2 separate regions of the Mus musculus genome follow, and region 2 is linked to region 1. The links are chromatin contacts, called in public HiChIP or PLAC-seq maps. All regions are on one chromosome and are shown on one strand. Each heading gives the region's core, a stretch centred on a gene start, on an enhancer-like site or on the middle of the called end of the contact. The rest is flanking DNA. Distances are from core to core; before and after follow the strand shown.

Evidence for each region. HiChIP or PLAC-seq counts read pairs in DNA pulled down with a chosen protein or histone mark.
Region 2: an H3K27ac HiChIP or PLAC-seq map of SST interneurons shows a contact between it and region 1, with 2.2 times the contacts expected there. The contact joins the promoter of Sst here to the enhancer-like site in region 1. A contact is called at or near these places in 10 of 39 promoter capture datasets (the 3T3-L1 cell line, HPC-7-derived erythroid cells, embryonic stem cells and 6 more), 4 of 484 Hi-C or Micro-C datasets (the HPC-7 cell line, cerebral cortex, cortical neurons and 1 more), 2 of 115 datasets of contacts at active chromatin or transcription factors (SST interneurons and astrocytes) and 1 of 9 other capture datasets (embryonic stem cells).

What each region holds. Positions count from the first base shown.
Region 1 is chr16:23,685,067-23,688,589 of GRCm38.p6, reverse strand. No RefSeq gene overlaps it. Among named protein-coding and RNA genes, the nearest start is that of Rtp4, 77 kb to the right of the region's middle. Within about 2 kb of position 1,664, at least 1 of the 459 cell types and tissues checked has an H3K27ac peak or open chromatin away from gene starts, as enhancers often do. A contact at or near this core is called in SST interneurons, where this site is marked.
Region 2 is chr16:23,888,997-23,892,519 of GRCm38.p6, reverse strand. Sst (somatostatin) reads left to right here and starts at 1,676. Exons shown (of 2, transcript NM_009215.1): 1 at 1,676-1,913; 2 at 2,579-2,939. The coding sequence starts at 1,776. The coding sequence ends at 2,791.

The DNA.
Region 1 (3,523 bases), core at 415-2,914:
TCAAGATAATAGTTTTCTTCCTACATGTATGTCTTAACCTCTGTGTCAAGCTGACACTGGACAGGAGGGTAGACTGTTGCTTGTCTGAATCACTGAGATAATGTTCTTTCAATTAAAAATTGCTCTATAAATTAACTATAAAAACTTTCTTATAAAGGAATCATGAAAGTTGAATCAGAAAATATCTGCTCTATGAATAGAGGCCATTTGGGCTCACTGACTCTCTTCTTTGTCAACCTGACAAGCTGAGTCACCTAGAAAGAGAGAACCTCAGTTGAGGAATTGCCTGTATTAGATTGGCAGATGGGCTTGTCTGTGGGGCATCTTCTTAATTGCTAATACAGGAGGGCTCAACCCACTGTAGGTTGTACCATTACTGGACAAGCAGACCTGGTTTATGTAAGAAAAGTAGCTGAGCAAACCAGAGGAAGCAAACCTTCCTCTGTGGTTTCTGCTTTAGTTCCTGCCTCCAGGTTCCTGTGTTGAGCTCCTGCTCTGACTTCTCTCAGTGATGGATTGACACCTGGTAACTGTAAGATGAAATAAATCCTTTCTTACCTTAAGTTGGTTTGGTTAGTGTCTTATTATAGCAACAGAGAAGTAAACTATAACACTGAGTGATCTGGGTCTTCTACATACACAGCTCTTGTTTTGATGCACAATAAACCTCAATCTCTGTTCACTTTTGAATAACCATTGACCTGTGGAAGTGCTTATGGAGGTTGGAGTAAGACACACAGAACAGAAAAAGAACCCAATACCAAGACCAGGTTAACTTCAAGGCTCTTGAAGAAATGCTGGGCTCTGCCTATTCTTAGACTGTGACTTGGAGAGTGGCAGAGGCATCAGGTCTAGTGATGACTAGAGAATTACAATATGAGAACAGAGTAGGGCAGATTTGGGAGGCGGTATGAGAATTTGGAATGTGAATGTTCCTGCCCACTTAGACCAACTCCTTCAGGATCCCTTTGCTCAAACATGGGAAACAGGAGAGTCTGATTCAATGATAATACCAGTCTGCATTCTCATGTAAAATCATGGCAGTTATCTGTTTTGTTTTTTCTTCTATTCAATGTGTGCTAATAGTGGAAGACTCATACCCCCAGCACAATACTTTGTGTTCAAGGTGATACCTGCTTCCCTGGAAAAGCTATCCAGAGCCCCAAATTCTCCATGACTACCTTGGTCATGGAACACAAGAGAGCCCAGAATCACTGTGAGTATAGTGTACTCATTAGAAGTAAGGTATTAAGCAGCTCTGTGATCCCTGGCCTGCAGGAGCATGATAATGAGAGATGGGCAAGAAGCTCAGGAGGATGTAAGACACACCTAGCTGGTAAATACACAGCACAGTGTAACGCAGTGAGTACCATGAGAAAAGTGCAATGGAACTACTGAGAGGCACCGAGAGGCAGTGACAGAGGGAGACAGTAACTCTGAAGTCCTTAGGGGATGCCATATTTCAGCTAGGCTTTAAATGATAGGAAGAATTCGGACAAGTAGCTTTCTGAAAGAGACAAGGGGATTCCAGACAGCGATGAGAATGAGTCAAATCACTGGGGTGAGAAAGCAGCGACTTTGCTCAGGCATAAGCGAGTGGCTCCATTTGGCTGGAACATATGTCGCATGAGAAGGGATGTTGAGAGACAAGATTTACCCACCAGAGGAAAGCAATCAGGGCTTCTCCGGGGTAAAATGGAAGCTGCATACAGAATGATGGCAGAGCAGTCTTTTCAGCCACAGAGAGATAATCAGAGCGTCCTACGGCACTCACAGCATCTTGGCAGCAAGGTTTTTCACCAGCCTCTCTGTTTACAAAAAGCAGAGTCTGTGATTAAACTTTTCTCATTTCAGGTGGAAAAGAAAGAAGATAACCTTTGAGCATGGAACATTAGTTGCCAGTTAATTATCAGAGCTGGGCTTAGCAGCAAGCAGCTCTCAGCAACCTAATTCCAATTCATACCCTGTTCTTAACAGGCACGTGGCTCTCTTTTTAGGTATTAGGTCATATAGCCAATCACAGAGTTCTTACATCAATAGCACTGAGATTAAAATTCTCTATAAATTTAGAGCAAGTTCAACTTATTCCATCATATTTACTAGTGGGGGGGGGGGGTTGCGGGGGTGTACATGGGCTGTATTTTTTTTTTTTTAAGATTTATTTATTATATGTAAGTACACTGTAGCTGTCTTCAGACACTCCAGAAGAGGGCGTCAGATCTTGTTACGGATGGTTGTGAGCCACCATGTGGTTGCTGGGATTTGAACTTCAGACCTTCAGAAGAGCAGTTGGGTGCTCTTACCCACTGAGCCATCTCACCAGCCCCACATGGGCTATATTTTATAAAACATAACACAAGTTGCCTGTCTTCCAGCATGTGGCTACACAAAATAATCATTCCATCTTAAAGCCAAGGTTATGCTGTACATATATTGGGGACATGAGCAAGAATAGCCAAGTCTGTATTGCACACGTAGAAGGGACTTGAGTAACAGTCAGTGACAAGACTTTGGTGCTAAAGCTTCTTAGTTTTGATGGTAACTACTAAAGCTACATCATTTGTATTTCCAGAAACTAAGTACCTTGCTGCACTAGGTTCTTGTCCTCCCCTTTCCTGGCAATCCCCAGTCAAGCACAACCACAAGAGAACCTTATTTATCACCTGTCACTGGTGTACATGCCTCTCCCTGGTCATTCCTACCAATGGCTAATCTCAGGCCAAAGGGGACATTTTAAGCCACCCCTTCTTAGTTATCTAGGACTCAAACAGACATGAGCATTCTAGGTTCTCTAAGTAAAGCTTTCCCTTCTACAGGTGTTTGCTTGGTTTAAAGGTTTCCCCCCTGTGCAGTTTTCTATTTTCTCTTTCCCTTATCTCTGACATTTCTATGAAGAGGCTAAAGACACTAGTTGGTCAGGCATTGTGTATATCTTCCCAACTGAGCCAATAAAATTCCTGCCAACCCAAGGATGAGATCTGTTCTGTTGGGCTTCCCTTTGACATAGTTACAAGCCATGGCTGTTACCTCTGGCACCTGAACCATGTTGGGCTCATAGGAACAAGTGTTCAGTGAACCTTCCTGGGAACACCTTCATAGACACACCCAGACGTCTGTCTCCATAGTGATCATAATCTCACTAAATTGAGAATGGAAGATTCTCATCCTCTGTTACAAAATGTGTAGTCTTCATGTTTGTTTTCTTTAAGAGATGTTTGCAACTTTGTTGCAGTGTAATAGAAATCTAAAACTATATTTAACACAAGAGAGAGGACAATATGGGCGCATACCTAGTAACTGTATCTCAGTTAACAGAAATTTCCATTAACTCCCAAGAGTTTCTTCATATCAATTTGTAATATTTTTATCTGTTTCCTTATTTCTATGATTCAATGATTGTTTTTTATTTTGTCATAGTAGATTGGTTTGCATACCTCATAATCCTTGGGTTGTTACCAAGAACCTGAGACCAGATATCTCAGGGACCTAGAGAAAGACCAAACTTGATTGGTCTTAAAAAAAA
Region 2 (3,523 bases), core at 427-2,926, 200 kb before region 1:
CCACGCACTGCTTGTGTTTCTCCTTTGGTTTTCATTTTTCTATTTTGTGTGTCTGCCAAGGGCCAGGTTCCCCAGTAGGAGAGATAGGAGGTCCCTTGAAGATGCCACAGGACAGGTGACCGATGTGGCCTCTGAGACCCCAGCCTGAAGCCTGCAAAGATCTGAGTATGCACAGGGACAAGACTTATTTTTCTGGGTTTGGGTTCCATAGCTCTAGATTCACCGCTCTTACTGACTTTTCCAACACAGGAGCCAGTTTCAGTTTAATGCGTTGTTCTGTGCTCCCCCTGCCTGGAAGCTTTGGCACTTCTTACCCTCTCTGCCTTGGCTTACAGATACAAAAGGAAATGTTATCTCAAGCTGTTTCAAGATACTGACTAACCCCTCTTACCTGTCCACTTCGTTTTTTAGGTGCAAGTGTTGAGAATGGTGTCAGAATGCACCTAATTCATAGTGCGTGGTAGACATCAGCATTGTGCAAACCCTCTGCGTCACCTGACTTCTGAAGCTGTGCATTTAAAAAAACCTCTACTGTTGGCTTCTCTGACTACCCTAAGATGTTAGTCCTTGAATTGCCTGTGGAGATTACCTGTTCTATGCCAGGAATGGAGCTGGCATTTCCTTAATGAGCAGTTACTTTGAAAGCGGCAGCCTTAGCTGGCAACCAGATGCAAACACTCAATTTGATGAACTAATAGACTTCCTTAAACTCCCTCTGCAGTAGAAGAGAGGCCTAGACAGTCTGTTGATTCGTTACTCACATAGATATACAATGGCTACACACTGCCTTAATGTGTGCCCATCCTGGAGATTCCTAACCTAGCCGCTCAGGAATCTGTCAGAACACACACAGCAGTGCACAAGAACCCTGGCCTTAGAGTCTAGATGCCTCTGCTCTTCCAACTGTACAGAGAAATGATCTGCCAGTCCCTTAAGCTTTCTTGGTTCAAGTTCTGAGGCTTGTTAGATGATTTCTGAGACTGATTCCCAGGGCTGTTTCCAGGTGCCAAATGTAGGCTTTCTTTCTCCCCCTCCCTCCTGTGTGTGTGTGTGTGTGTCTGTCTGTCTGTCTATCTGTCTCTCCAGTGGTTTTCTTTTGTTAAAATATAAAGATAGGCCGCTTGGACAAAGTGAGGTTCCTTTACAGCTCAATTTCATCCCTTTTTTCCTACAAGGCTTTAAGAGATGGAGGGAGAGAATATAGTTCAGTCCTCTTAATTGCAAATTCATTCTGAGATTGTTTCCTAGACAGATCGCTCTAAGTCTCACTCGCCATACAAAAAGTTAAAGGTGAATGCAAGTCCAGTAATCTGGGTACATTGACAGGTACCCAACTGAGTGTGATGATGTATTGCTAACCAAGGACTGAGTGATCTCTGTGTAATTAAGTGTGCTCCTATGTGGCTGAAATATGGGAGCGGCATGTCAGCACTGAGTGAAGGTAAGATTGTTTGGTCTCTGTGGCATGGAGAATTTCATGTGCCTGCGTGGGTGCAGGCTTTCTTTTTCTTTTTTTTAAAAAAATAAACCACTTTAGATCGTGTCGCCTCCCCTCACTTCTGTGATTGATTTTGCGAGGCTAATGGTGCGTAAAAGCACTGGTGAGATCTGGGGGCGCCTCCTTGGCTGACGTCAGAGAGAGAGTTTAAAAAGGGGAGACCGTGGAGAGCTCCATAGCGGCTGAAGGAGACGCTACCGAAGCCGTCGCTGCTGCCTGAGGACCTGCGACTAGACTGACCCACCGCGCTCCAGCTTGGCTGCCTGAGGCAAGGAAGATGCTGTCCTGCCGTCTCCAGTGCGCCCTGGCTGCGCTCTGCATCGTCCTGGCTTTGGGCGGTGTCACCGGCGCGCCCTCGGACCCCAGACTCCGTCAGTTTCTGCAGAAGTCTCTGGCGGCTGCCACCGGGAAACAGGTAAGGACTGTCCCCCTTACGAATCCCCCAGCCTTCCTGCTGCAGCCCCTGCGACAGGTGTTTAGCGGGCGCTTCTCAGAGTCGCTCAGCCCCTAAGCTCCCAGGGAAACTTTTGAAGTTAGGGTCCCCTCTTACTCTTTTCAGAATTGATCAGCGCAGGTGGTCACCTTGCAGGTAAGTTCCTCCCTGGCTTTCAAGAAAATTCAGAAAGCAGGTAGGAGAGACTGGGCTCTATCCCTGGTGCTGGCAAGAGGGTTGCTGACCCCGGTGCTGAAACGCAATGTTTGTTCACAAAACGATTCTGGGGCAAGAGGCTCTTCAGTTTATGGGAAGGTTTGCTTTTACCTTTCAAAAAATCTGGCAAGAACTCAGCTCCACTTCATATCTCATCACAGGAAAATGGAGCTGCGCAAACTATTGGCATTCTATGTAGTTATAAACGACTTCTTAATCATCTGTGATTTCTCTGTGTTTTAAGGCAGAGCACTTTCTGAAAGACTTGCGTTTGGGGAAGCTTTTTTTCTCCTGCATAATCTAATGAATACATACAGCAATCACCCATATGATTGTGAAAACTGGGTTTTGAGTGATTAAATCTTACTTTCAAACCACATTTTCCCCCCTCTCCCATTCCTCCCTTTTGTTCTTCTCACTGCCCTATCCAGGAACTGGCCAAGTACTTCTTGGCAGAGCTGCTGTCCGAGCCCAACCAGACAGAGAATGATGCCCTGGAGCCCGAGGATTTGCCCCAGGCAGCTGAGCAGGACGAGATGAGGCTGGAGCTGCAGAGGTCTGCCAACTCGAACCCAGCAATGGCACCCCGGGAACGCAAAGCTGGCTGCAAGAACTTCTTCTGGAAGACATTCACATCCTGTTAGCTTTAATATTGTTGTCCTAGCCAGACCTCTGATCCCTCTCCCCCAAACCCCATATCTCTTCCTTAACTCCTGGCCCCCGATGCTCAACTTGACCCTGCATTAGAAATTGAAGACTGTAAATACAAAATAAAATTATGGTGAGATTATGAAGAGCAAGCGTTTGACTTCTTATTGAGTAAATTGTTTTGTTCAGAAATACATGATGAGCATGGGTTGTGGTTTCCGTAAACATATTTTAGGTGTACATACCCACATACACAAAGGTGTATTGAAAATTCCCTGCGGTAATAAAAGTTAGACTTTAAAAATGACTGTTCCTTTAAAACTTGAATAACTTTGAATGTCTATAAATTGAACCATGTATCCGAATGATGGCTATTGGGAACAGCTGCCATAAACATCCTTTGCATGTTAAAGACATTTGGGAATAGCTGTAGGATTACCAAAATGTGTTTTAGAATTTATGGGCAGTCAGGCTGAAGCGCTTAACACTGTACTATGCTGATTCACAAAACATAAAACATATTTAAAATGGAAAGAAAATAATCAAAAAAGTGGGAAAGAACTTGGTTTAAAGAGGTGAAACAAACTTTCAGCTTTTAAATTTTGTTTTGGTTTGGTTTTTTGTTTGTTTGTGAACATTTACCTCTAGAAACACCATTGGTTTTATATCTTCTTTGATGATTTCCTCTGTATCTTGGAAAAGACAAAAAGGCTGCCTCCATTGTAAAA